Regions from separate parts of the Sus scrofa genome. Here region 2 is linked to region 1. The links are chromatin contacts, called in public Hi-C maps. All regions are on one chromosome and are shown on one strand. Each heading gives the region's core, a stretch centred on a gene start, on an enhancer-like site or on the middle of the called end of the contact. The rest is flanking DNA. Distances are from core to core; before and after follow the strand shown.

The links. Hi-C and Micro-C count contacts between places; a contact is called where the count stands out from the background.
Region 2: a contact with region 1 is called in a Hi-C map of retroperitoneal adipose tissue, with 1.6 times the contacts expected there. The contact joins the enhancer-like site here to the promoter of LNPEP in region 1. A contact is called at or near these places in 1 of 5 promoter capture datasets (fetal liver), 3 of 47 Hi-C or Micro-C datasets (fetal heart ventricle, fetal skeletal muscle and retroperitoneal adipose tissue) and 2 of 2 datasets of contacts at active chromatin or transcription factors (alveolar macrophages and skeletal muscle).

What each region holds. Positions count from the first base shown.
Region 1 is chr2:103,565,249-103,571,874 of Sscrofa11.1, forward strand. LNPEP (leucyl and cystinyl aminopeptidase) reads left to right here and starts at 3,118. Exons shown (of 18, transcript NM_001105291.1): 1 at 3,118-3,733. The coding sequence starts at 3,715.
Region 2 is chr2:103,347,982-103,354,607 of Sscrofa11.1, forward strand. CAST (calpastatin) reads left to right here. Exons shown (of 31, transcript NM_214067.1): 20 at 2,254-2,346; 21 at 6,476-6,574. Among named protein-coding and RNA genes, the nearest start is that of ERAP1, 64 kb to the right of the region's middle. Within about 2 kb of position 3,855, at least 12 of the 83 cell types and tissues checked have an H3K27ac peak or open chromatin away from gene starts, as enhancers often do. A contact at or near this core is called in retroperitoneal adipose tissue, where this site is marked.

The DNA.
Region 1 (6,626 bases), core at 1,868-4,367:
CAGCATCCTCCACTTATTCAGGAGGGCTGAACAAATGTCATTTTCAAATGTGTGCAACAAATTAATGTATTTCTAACTGTTTATTTCAAAATAATTAGGGAGCATATTTAATAATGCTAAACTAAAATGACATGGAATACCAATAAATTCTATTGGAATATCAATTAAATGTTAGTGAAATAACTGTCTACTAACCTGAAGTTAGCTATATTTCTCTTTATTTTATATTCCTTCCAAGGATTATTGTCACTGACCTTAATTACCCTGCAGGAATAGAAAAGGAAAAGGAAATTCCAGAGTTCTGGTTTAGAACACAGACTACCTGGGTTCCAGTCTCTGTCTGCCATTGGACTGTGAGTGAATCATCTAACCTTTCTAAACTTCAGTTCCCTGGTCTGTTAAATAAGGCTTGGATTAGCTGATTCATAGATAGGAAATGCTTTATTTTGATGAAAAGTTTCTATTTTCATCGATTATCAACTTTGTTGCTGCTTCATAAATAAATCCTGTTTGTTCAAGGAGCTCATTTTTTTCTTTTCATGCTATATATTTTATAATTAGCCCTCCAAATTTATGACTTTCAAATGTTAAATGGTAGACATCAATGATTCTGAAAATAGTAAATTAGAATAGTAAATAATGTCACACTATCTTCTCTGAGAGTGAATAGTCGCTTCATAATAATTTAAGTTTATGCCCTTAACTAAAGAGGAAGTTCTGTGTGGAAGGATGGGAGGAGGTTAAAGACTGAAACAGTGTGTTTCAGTAGTGAATCTGCGCAACTGTGGTCTCTCAAAAAGGCTTTATGAGGACAAATAAAAAATGGTATCCAAAAAAACGAAAACCCAGAATAAAACAAAACAAAATTTATTTTTATTCTTTTGAAGGTAGTTAGGATTCTGAAACATTCTGATTTTGTTTACTTTTTTTTTTTTTTTTTTTTACATTCAATACAAACCCACAAGCCTTTAAATGGTCCTTTGCATATTTGCGTGACTGTGTAGAAATGGGAGGGGTGAGAGGCAAGAGGTTGGCAAAGAGAGGATAGTTATTTGTCTCTACGTCAAAGAAATCTAAAAAGACATAATGATCCTCCTGTATTTGCTAGTGCAATGGTGAAACATTTTTACTAGTCTCTGCAAAATTGAAGTATTTAAGATCGAACACAAATAACCTGTTTCACACTTAAAAGCATGATAGACTAGCTTACAGGTGAGGTGAAAAGAGGGAATTTAACAAGCTGTGGAGTTTTAAATATCTCTGATACTAAGTGCTTTGACTAGGAAAATAACTCCAAAGGGAAAAGACATGACCTAAAATATAGGTAAGAGCCTCCTATCTAGGCAATGCAATGTGTGGGATCCTTTTGACAAAATCCAGCATTGCCTATATTATATCATATCTGACCACTTATGTACCAACCCCTGTGGTTCACTTCCTATTTTTGGTTCTGTTGGGGGTGGGAGGTTTGAGGAGGTAGCCTAAGGGCTCTGATTATCTTTAACACAATGGGAAAAGAACAGCTTGGAGGTATCATATGATACAGACACCTTCTCTGCACTGATCACAAAGGCACCACTCAATATAGAAATGTTCTCTGGAAGGCGGTTTTAAACATTGCAAGTGAACTAGAACTCTAAATACCACTGCATCCATTCACAAATTATTTATTGCGTATCTATCTAGGGATTAGGATACAGCCCTTTATAAAGGTAATGACCCTGCCTTGCATTCTTGAGAGGAAGATTCATAGTAATGTAAGAACAAACAAAACGTTGAGAGCCTTAAGTGCTGTGACTACAATAAAGCAGAACCCAGTCTTTATAGAATAGACCATGTTTGCACCTATTTTCCATTGTGTGGCCAGGAAAGAGCTCTTCTCAGAGAAGCCCTTTGAGATGAGACTTAAAATACAAGAAGGAACCAGCAGTCGAAGTACCATGCAGAAGGAACAGTTCTTCCATGAGGACCATGCAGTTGGAATGGTTTAATGTAAATTGGCGACTTTAAGGAACAGCCAGAAAGCCTCTGTGGACAAAGCATAGTAAGCACGTGTAGGAGATAAAGTCCTAGAGTTAGGGAAAGAGTTTCGCTTTTATCCTAAGTGTGATTGGTAGCCACTGGAGATTTTAAAGCGCAAGTGGGTGATTTAATTCAACAGACATTTAAGAATACAATATTGCAAAATACAATATTTTACTTGGATTTTACTTCTTTGAAACCTAATTTCAATTTCCCACGCAGGTCAAACAACAAACAGTACTGCCAGCCCTGTTTGCCCAGGCTGTTTGCGCTTGCCACGGGCTTGTTTGCACCGGACGCCCTGCTGTTGACAGCCTCAGAGAAGCGTGTGACAGTTGGCAGGCGCAGTGAGGCACAGCGGGAGCCAAGTTGCTGCTGAGGCCAAGGCTGCGTTTGGGGAGGACAGAAGAGCGATGAGGGGCAGGAGGCGATGCAGCGCGCCCCGAACTCCGCAGCATAGCGGCGATCCGCACAGAGAGCAAGGGATGATGAAGTGAGGCCTGGAAGAGCATCACCCGGGCTCCCCAGGCCCCTGGTTATTTCATTTCAATGGTTCGCCGGGTCGCCCGGCTTTGACACTGGAAACTATGGGGGCTGGAGACTGGAGTTGAGGGCTCCAGTGCTGGAGGGCGGGGGCGACAAAGAGAGTTTCGCTTTCTCCGGCCTAGCTCTGCTGGCCTGGCCACCTGCAGCAGCGGCTGCACCCCGGGGAGCCGCAGGTGTTGATTTAAGGCTGGCGGGGCAGGCCTTCAGCCCACATCCTGCGGCTCCCGCGGCCCCGGTCTGATCCAGTGCCAGGTTTTGTGATCCGCCTGCCTGTAGATGCCGCGCCCCGATCCGCTAGCCGCCCAGACTCCTTGGGGGTCTTCCCCCACTTCAGTCAGGCCACCGAGAGCATGGGACCTCTGTGATGTGAGCCAGCAGCCCTGCCAAGACGACCCACAGTGCCTGCTCCCTCAAGCCTTAGCAGAGTGAGCTCCCCGGGGCCACACTCCCCAGGGAAACCGAAGCTTCGCAGTCCGGGAGCGACCTTCGTCCATAGATCCTGCTTTGCCTTCAGATCTTGGCTACAGTGGCACCTTCCAGGCCTCTCCTCAACAAGCATCCGAATTAGCGACCCACTCAATCTCCGTCACATCACCTAGATTTAATGCTGAGCTGGGCATTTATATCAATCTCGTGTGTCTTGTGTTTGTTTATTATCTGTCTCTGGAATGTCTCCTCGACGGAGGCAATGACTGTGTTTTACCAGCGCGGAGCTGGGTTCCCGGCTCCTAAGGCCGGGCCGGGCCTGGCCGGGACGTTATAGGCTATCACATTTGCTTAATGACTGACCGCTGTTCTGGGCACTGAAACAGACCGAGTTGCTGGCCTTTTCTGTCAGGGGCGGGGCTTGTTCCGGTCACGCCCCCCCCGGCCCGCCCCCAGATCTAACCCTCTCCCTCCTCTTCACTCCCTGGAATCCGCTGGGGCCTGTGCAGTGCTTTTTCCTCTAGTTTCCCTCGCTCTCTGCAGCTGTCGCTAAAACACGGAGCTGTGGATTTTCGAGCGAGCGGAGCGGCGCCGCTGTTCGCGGCACCTCCCCGACAGACCTCGGCGCTGCGCTGGGCATGCTCAGTTGGTAGGGCCGCTTCAGCGTTCGGAGTAGGAAGCTTGGACGCTCCTGCTGTAAGGAGCTGCGGCCGGGGGAAGATGGAGCCCTTCACCAATGGTGAGTGGGCGGCCGGAGGACCCGGGGTCAGACGCTCTCTGGGGCAAGAGGGTCGTGGGCAGTGTGACACGCGAGGTCGAGCTGCAGTCGCACCGACCGCGGGTTTCCCGTGAGGGCTTAGGGGCAGTGGAGAGGGACGGGGAAAGCAGTTCGAGGCTCGGGGGAGGGGGCGGGAGGCGGCCGGTGTCGCGGAGTTGGGGAGTGGTGTGAAGGTCAGTGCCATCGCTTGCCCAGGGTGGGGGCGTCGTCGGTGTGGCCCGACCGTACGCTCTGCTGCGCGCCCAGGTGGGCGAACAGCAAAGTTTAGGCTGTTTTGCGCAGATCAGGGGGCAACGGGAAAGTTGGCAGCTGCGTTTGCCCGGGAGAAGGGGGTGTTGGCCACAGCTTTTGGGCAGGAAGAGTTAAGCCGCGGCCCTTACCAAAGACAACTTCGGTGGTGCGGCGGGAGCTATCCCCCTGTCCTTCAGCGAGTTGCCGGCGTGACTTTTCCTAATAGGACGGGGTGGGGGTGGGGGCTTAGCAGGTTAATTTAGTGGAAGGAGGAGAAACTTGCAGAAAGGCTTGATCACCCCTGCTGTGTTCCCAGGAGGTTCCTCCCCGCATTGCCACCCTCCAGTCTGATGCGGAGGCACTACGCAGAGCGTTCAAGCTTCCTTTCCCTGGCTTCCGATAACCAGTTTTTCAGTTGAAGACTCATTAAATATCAAGGGTCCGTCACAATGATATCACAATGTGACTTGAGGCCAGAGTCAAAGCAGGAGCCTGCAGGATGCCCTGCAAACAGCCACAGCCCTTTACTGAAAGGAGGGAATAAATCCCACCCTGCTTAAAACGATGGCTTCTGTTTGGACCAGAAGTGCGGGAGTCACAATGTAGAAGTGAGATGTCTTACAGTTTTGCAGCTTTCAGTATTTGGAATCCCTTTGGGGACAGAAAGTAGTGAAACAGCCAGTAAGGGAGGACTCACACCAATATTAGAAGATTCACTTTCTAGTTGACCTTTCACTTTCCTGCGGGTGGTTGATTACTTAATGGTAGATGGTTTGTCGCATTAATGGATGGCAAAGTGAACCCCTGTTTGAGTGGGTCAGTTGCCATCCATGAGTCAGAGACGTGCACTTTGTATCAGACCCTATCCAGACTTTGCTGTTTGCTGTGTTTCATTCATGGGCCTGGGAACCACTCATTATATTCTCCCTGTCCATAATTCAGAATGCTTTATTCTACTGCCATCTTCCTGTCTGTACTATTTAATTAGGCTTAATGATGATAACATTAATTCTGAATTTTCTTTCTCATTCAGGTTCTATTTGTAATTACTAGGGCTCCAAGAGTAGTCTAGTACAGTTACTAAGAAAAATAAGGGAGATTTGAGCTGAAAGGAACCCTGGAGACCATCTGGTACTTTGGTGTAGAACATTTCTAATACAAATCCTTAAATCCTTTCCGATGAGTATTCCAAGGCTTTTTTCTTTGTTTGAGGTAGAACGCTTGGAGCTTCCCTGTTTGCAGGATTTTAAATGTGAAGTTGCCTTTAAATTAAAACAAAACAAAACATTCCCCACAACAAGGCTGAGTCACCCATTTGGTCAAGATTATTGCCAGCTGATTTGGTGAACCTGTGCCCACAGAATTAAAGTACATTCTCAAGTCTTAAAACTGGGGCCTTTTCTCCTTGGCATATGCTGCTCTTGATATGAATATTTGCAAATTGTCACATTTGGAAGGGCAGTGGAAAAGTCCCAGAGAGGAGAACAAAAAAGAAGCAGTGCTTCAACTTTCAGGTCGGAAATTGGATTTCTAATCCTTTCCTATCTATCTTCTGGATTTTCAGAGTCTGTGCTGGAGACAGTTTAGCAATGTATTATTTTAGTTAATATGTTAATCACTCCTTGGAGCCTTATCTAGCAGCCTTTAACAAGCAGAATAGAAACTACAGCATTTAAAGTCAACAAGAAATGAGGTCCTAGAAATTCGAGGTGCTTTTCAGGTTTAAAATAGACTCTATTTATTCCAGAACTTTTGAAGGATAGTTGTAGAATTCTTTAGTGTCTTCAATCAGTACATGGTATAGTGGAAAGTACATTTATCTTTGTACTTAATCCTTTTGAGTATGTGAACATGTATGTCTAGTTCTCCTGTAGGCCTGGGTGTTCTGGTGCAGAGTATTTCATTACTCATAGAGTTTATGATTACAGGATTCATTAAGTTTGGTGTGGGCTTTTGCTGCACATTTATTACCTTTTAATAAAATCTTTACCACTTACACTTTCTCCTATAGCTCTGTGTATGGAGGGAGATGTGAGAGCTTAACAACAACAAAAAGTCAGTAATTTGGGACCACATATCTTTCTGTTAAAATATTGTCAATAATTTCACCATCTAAAAGGGGGCAAACGTAGTTTTTGTTTTGTCCTTTTGGTTTTCAATACCCATCTAGTTCAGTAAGGCTTTTTCTACTGTTCATGTTTTCTGTCAAAACTTGCTGCTGGTATGGCTCATTTTGGGGGTGGAGGGGAATCCTGCTCTCTGCCTGCTAATATAATAATGAATGTATTTGATGACCATCCTGTGTTAACCTGTCAAGGTAACTCACTACTGTAACCCATTTAACATGCATTTCTCCAGAAAGGGCTTAAAAGGAAGGACGTTATTGCCAAGAATTTCCATTTGGCTCAGAAGATATTTTTGGTCTTGCCCTTGGTAGGGACTGGTGACTGTTATGCTGAAGACTACATATCAAGTCTGACTTTGGATCTTTTTTATGGGGAGAGAAATGTGCTGGTCTAGTCTTCAGGATTGGTTTGGCAGTAACTATTATGTCCTGTTAGGTAGGTACAAGTGAAACTCTTAGGAAGTAGTGATTTATATATCACCAGAAAATAAACAGATG
Region 2 (6,626 bases), core at 2,605-5,104, 220 kb before region 1:
TGAGACTAAAACTATTTTAACATGATGTGGCCCGTTATGCCATTTTTCTTTTTTTTACATGCAGTTTTCATCCTGCCTATTTCTGGATGTGCTTTCTTTTCCCAATTTAACCCTGATATTCTTGCAGTTTAAGTCCTGTAATTACTCCTTCAGGAAAGCATTCACACCCATGCTTTTCTTTCCAGTCCTGCTTCTGTAACTGACTTAAAGTTGTCATCACCCTTTACCTCAAAATGGCCGTGGCCTCTATCTTTGGTCTCCTTCTGGCCCATCCTGTGTGTCCACCAGCATTATTGTTTCTCAAGCATGTTTGTAGCCATAGTATTCCCCTGCTCCCGCCCTCAGGAGATTTTCATTCCCTATAAAATGAAACTTCCTGCTCATCTGTTTAGAACCCAGCTTCCTTTCCTGCCAAGATGTGTCCCCTCATCCCTAAATTATGACAGTAAGTGCTTGTGTGTCTCTATGGCTTTTCTCATTGGTTCCTTCTGCCTGGAATAACCTTCTCTCCAAATTCTAGATCAACTCAAATCTTAGTCATCCCTTTAAGGCCCTGCTAAAATATGACCTTTGTCTCCTGCATTTGATATCCCAAACCTTACCACCCTTCCAACTCTTATTAAGCAAATTACAACACACCAGGGGGCTGCCTGTCATGCTTTCTTTGTATATCCCTGTTAAGGCATTTGTTACAAAGCAGGTCTTGTTTGCCTTGTGTTCTCTAACATTTATACATATTTTTAAATAGTAAGTTCCTTGAAAGAAGTGTTCATGTTGTATTCTAACATTTATACATATTATTTATTTATTTACTTATTTATTTATTTTTTGTCTTTTTGTCTTTTCTAGCGCCACATCTACAGCATATGGAGGTTCCCAGGCTAGGGGTCGAATCAGAGCTGTAGCCTCCAGCCTATGCTAGAGCCACAGCAATGTGGGATCCGAGCCACTTCTGCGACCTATACCACAACTCACGGCAACACCAGATCCTTAACCCACTGAACGAGGCCAGGGAACAAACCCGTATCCTAATGTTTCCTAGTCAGATTGGTTAACCACTGAGCCATGATGGGAACTCCTATACATATTTTAAAATAGCAAGTTCCTTGAAAGAAGTGTTCATGCGCTATTAATTATATCTGCGGAGCAGCTTTGCATATAGGATAGGCTTCCATAAATGTCTAAGTTAAAAAGCAATCACTTTTTTTTTTTATCTTTTTTTTAGGGCTGCACCTGCAGCAGATGGAGGTTCCCAGGCTAGGGATCTAATCAGAGCTACAGCTGCTGGTCTATACCATAGCCACAGTCATGTGGAATCTGAGCCGAGTCTGTGACCTACACCCCAGCTCACGACAATGCCGGATCCTTAACCCACTGAGCGAGGCCAGGGATCGAACCCGCAACCTTATGGTTCCTAGTTGGATTTGTTTCTGCTGCACCACAACAGGAACTCCAAGCAATCACTCTTGAAATTTGAAATTTCAAAAGCAATCACGTTTGAAAAGTTTTAAATTTCACTCTTGGACAAAATAGCACAGTGATTCTCCAACTTTAGCATTCATCAGGATGACCTAGAGGGTGTGTCAAATCACAGCTGGCTTTTCCCCACACCCAGAATTCCTCATTTAGTATGTTAGGATGGGGCCCAAGAATTTGCATTTCTAACAAGTTTCCTTGTAGTTCTGAGGCTGCTGGTCCAGGGACCTCACTTTTAGAACCCCTGGGATAGTCTTAATACCTTGCATTTGTGCATCACTATTTACACTTTACAAGGTTCTCTGAGATTTATAAAACTGATGTACTTAAATAAATACCATATTGCATTGTATGGTTGGTATATTATTGTTATATATTATATAATGGCAAATAATATAAATAATAATAAATAGAAATTAAGCTTGATGTATTACCAGGTAGTGTGCAAAGCACTTAGCATGCTTATCTCATTAAAAGCCCTTATCAACCCTTGAAATGTAGGTACTATTGTTATTCTCATTTTACGGATGTGGAGACTGTGTCTCAGAAGTAACCTACCTACCTACGGTAAGAGGTGAAACCCAGTTGAAGTAGTGGTAGCTCAAGAGTTTTAATGTGGCCCTGACTTATGTACTTACTCACAATCCTTAAGCATTCAAGAAAAATCATGTTCATAGCATGTAGTATAGCAGAGTGCATTGTTGGTCCACTGTTGTTCAGTTTTTACTAACCAGATACTTCCAAAAGTTTGTCATCATACCTGATTTCTTTCCACAGGAGTCTCAGGCCACTGCCCCTACTCCTGTGGGAGAGGCCGTGTCTCGGACCTCCTTGTGCTGTGTGCAGTCGGCACCCCCAAAGCCAGCTACGGTGAGTGATCCTCTGGGCCAGACGGATGTCTTGTTCAGAATGTAATGTTCTTCTTCCGCTGCCCTCCCTGCTGTGTGGTACCACCCTATTACTTTATTCTAACAAATAAAAATTAAATCTTAGAAAGCTATATCATCCTCCATCCTTCAAACTAAAGGGAGGAGCTAGAAATGCAGGCCAAGTTTAAAATTTGAATTCACCTACTGCATCTGTTATTATTTATTTATTTGTTTATTTATTTTGACGGTCGCACCTGTGGCATGTGGAAGTTCCCCAGATAGGAGTTGAATCTGAGCCGGAGCTGCAGGCTTACACCACAGCTGCAACAAACGCTAGATCCTTAACCCACTGAGCAAGGTCAGGGATCGACCCCTCATCCTTACGGACACTATGTTGAGTTCTTAACCCACTGAGCCCCAACAGGAGCTCCTGTGTTTCTTGTTTTTGTTTTTACTTTCTGAGATTCTTTCTAGTTGCTCAGCTGTGGTGGATAATTTTCACCTTCTGGTGCCTTTCAAGCCGATCGGGAGTCCCACAAACAGCTCGATGCTACTTTTTACTGGCTCTCTTGGTGGAATAACGTGCACCTTCATCATTATCTCCTCCCTTCTCCCACCAGAGGGGAGGGCAGATGGACTCACGTCCTCTCCCTTTCCTTCCTCTCTTGCCCCTCTCTCTTGCCAGTTGTCGTGTGAAGTGTAAGTAACTAGAGAATCTCTTTTCCTTTGAATTCAGTGAGGTTTGTTTCCATTAGTAGATAGAATCTGACTCAGAGAATAACAGCCGGTAGAACTAAGTTTCTTTAGTATAGACTTAGTGAATCAACATTCTGAATAACTAACCTCTCCTCGCTGCTCTGCCATATCTTCTCATTAAATTTGCCCAAGGACACTCATCTTTTTTGATCATCTCTCTCATACAGATGAGAGGAATGAACTTTGAGTTGACCTTGGGCCATTCACTTAACTTTACAGAACCTTAGTTGGGACAAAAGATAGGGCGCCTGCTCTCAGCTCCCTTCCAGTCTAGTATGGATATGGGTCAGGTCTCAAGCTTACAGTTCAGTTTGATTGTTCTCAGATGGAAAAGGGCAGAAGGAACATGGGGGCAAGGAGCGCCTTTCCAGGAGAGGCTTGAGGTGGAGGACAGGATACTACCGAGCAGTGGGAGCGGCACTGATTTCCTGGGGAGAATCGTAAGTTGAGGACAGGCCAGCACAGAGGTGTGGCACACGTGGGGTCCTTGGGATATGTGCATTTGGTTGTATGAGAAAAGGGGGCCTTGATAAAGGTGTAGGACACATGTCCTGGGTGCCCTGAGTAGGTTTGGCAGTTGGAGTTGAATTTGCCGTTGGCACCCAGGAGTAGGTGCATCCTGGGTGCCAACGGCAAATCCACCCACAGTCCAGGGACTTGCTCCTAGCCTGAAACAGGACATGACCTGCTGTTTTTGGTGGGGGAGTCTTGAGGTACTCTCCAAAAACTTACACATCATGGGAGCCAGGCCACAGGTCACAGTGATAGAACAGGAGAGGAGGAGAGAATCTGGGAAGAGGCTGGTGAAGGACAAGGGGCAGAGGCAGTGACTGGAATCAGAAGGACAATAGCCACTGTTCCAGGGCAGAACTCTTGTGACCTAAACACGTGTCATCTACTTCTCGTGCCAAGCGGAACTGCCAGGGCCTTCGAGAGCCCAGCTGATTCCTTCCCAACCTTACCCTGACTGTAGAGACTTGAACATTGGATTTTTAGTGGACAGGAAAAAAAGGAGCTCTTGTTTTTGCATTCTCTGCCCTCCTTTCCTGGGCCTCTACTCCCCTGACTCTGGTTATCATAGTTGCTGAGTTTATCATCACTGAGGTCATTTGGCATTTCTGAGCATTTGACATCCACAGGAGCCAGAAAGAATAGACACAGCGTGTGACAGAGGTCAGAGAACTCAAGAAAGGCTGAAGGATCAGTGAACAAAAAAAACCAAACAAACAAACAAACAAAAAAAAACCAGAAAGCCTAACAGAGAGAGGGGTGTCTGTCCTCTGCTGTTCCAGTTTATAGAAAAAGAAAGTTTATTGAGCAGATCCAGAGTCCTGCCTTCTTGCTCTCAATTTGACAACAGAAATACAGGCTCCAGTCCTTAAGCCTATTTCCAGATTCTTTAGCTCTTAAGACTGCTCCTTCTAGCGTTTCTAACTCTTTTTCACATATTTCTTGAGCCAAAGGGCACAGGCTTGGGAAGCAGGGTTTGCAAAGATTCTACAGCAGACAGTAGGAGAAAACAAGTGTGAGCAGGCGACTCATAAGTAAGTGTGGATCAGAAAGCAGTTCAGATTGCTGGGCTAAAATTTGGGCCCTATTGCAACTCTTACCTAGCTATACTCCCAAGCCTTTTGGATGCATCAGGGATGTTTGTTCCCCTCGGGAATAAAAACCTATACAATGTCCAGCCACTAGATGGTGATAAATCACTTTCCACTCAGCTGCCCTTTATCCACTGGAGAGCTTTTCTTTTGTGGTGAAGCTTAACAGAAAACCTACTTTTCTTACTTAGGTGGGGATGGCTAAGCTATATAAAACAGAAAGACACTTTTACTCTAAAATTCCAAAAGGTATTCCACATTTTTTTCCATTTTTAATTTTTTAAAAAATCTTAGTCACTTGTAATTTATTTTCCCCTGTGCAAAAGATAAATAACTGATAAAAGTCAAAAGGTACAGTTTCCTTTATACACAGCAGTTAAAAGTAATGCAAACGTACATGATACTTTCAGTGAGACTTAGATTTCCAGTTATAAATCAAAATGCATTTTAGGGTCTCTTTAAGGGAGAAGCTGAGAAGGAATTAGGTTAAAAAGGTCATAGGCTTTTGATAAGAATAAACATTGAGACTATTTAATTCAGTGGCTTTTGCATTTTTGACCAACACCAACAGTAGGAAACTACAACCTAGGGTCCACACAGTAGAAGGAATAGTTTAGTGTATGGTACTTATCTTTGATATGCATGATGTATTCTATTTTCTATTCTTTCATTAAAAAAAATTCCTGTCATGGCTCAGTGGAAACGAATCTGACTAGTATCCATAAGGACACAGGTTCTATCCCTGGCCTCACTCAATGGGTTAAGGATCCAGTGTTGCTATGAGCTGTGGTGTAGGTCACAGATGCAGCTTAGATCTGGTATTGCTGTGACTGTGGCATAGGCCAGCAGCTAGAGCTCTGATTCAACCTCTAGCCTGGGAACCTCCATATGCCGCAGGTGTGGCCCTAAAAAGACAACAACAACAACAACGAATCTTATTAAAAAAAATTCCTGGCCATTAATTACTGAATTGATTTTATAAGTTGCTACTGTATGGATTATGACCTGTGGTTTGGAAAAGCCAGATTTAGTCCTGTCTTTGAGCACAAACATAATTTCTCCTTTATTTTCCCTTTATACCATTTATGCCTGTGTTCATCTAGTTTCATTTTAAATAGTTACTGGAGCTCACTATGTCACAGGGATCACATTTCATTTTCAACAACTGGACCATAGGTAGGCTGTTCTCATTGTTCTGCTCCGGTTAGTCTTTCTTGGGCTGTCACCTGACTGGCATGAGTCCACTTTAACCAGTAGAAGCCACATGGAGAACACAAGCTTCTGTGCCTCAGAAGAGGCTCAGCTAGAGCCATCGTCTCTAGGATGCGCCATCCTGTTTCATTGGGAAGAAAGACCTCGCTGGGGCTTTTCTGAAAATCTCTTCTGTGTCATCTCTGGAAAAATCACAGAAAGACCACTTCCTTCTTCTTTCCTGGGGCTTTCAGCTTCTCTGTGGTGTTAGCCATTCCATTGACTCGCTTATTTCTAAACCAAAACACTGGTTAGGTCTTGTAAGTTTCTCAGTGTCCATAATTAAATTACACCCACTGAATGTTGACCATAAGAAACTTAACCTAACTTTTAACACTTTAGGTTCTTTAAACATAGATTCTATTCTAATTCAGTTGATTTTTCAAATTATGAAAAGATGACATGTGCTTCTCCTTGAGGCCTCAGATAAGGATGTGCTAGTCGGAATCGTTTGTTGTAATCTCTTTTAAGAGGAGTGATTAACCTTCTACTTAGTATACCCCCTGGATGTGCTTTTCAAAGGGCATGGTGCCAGATGATGCTGTAGAAGCCTTGGCTGGAAGCCTGGGGAAAAAGGAAGCAGATCCAGAAGATGGAAAGCCTGTGGAGGATAAAGTCAAGGTAAGGGCAGCTCACACACTTCTAGAAAGGAACTATCCTTCATTGCTCTGAC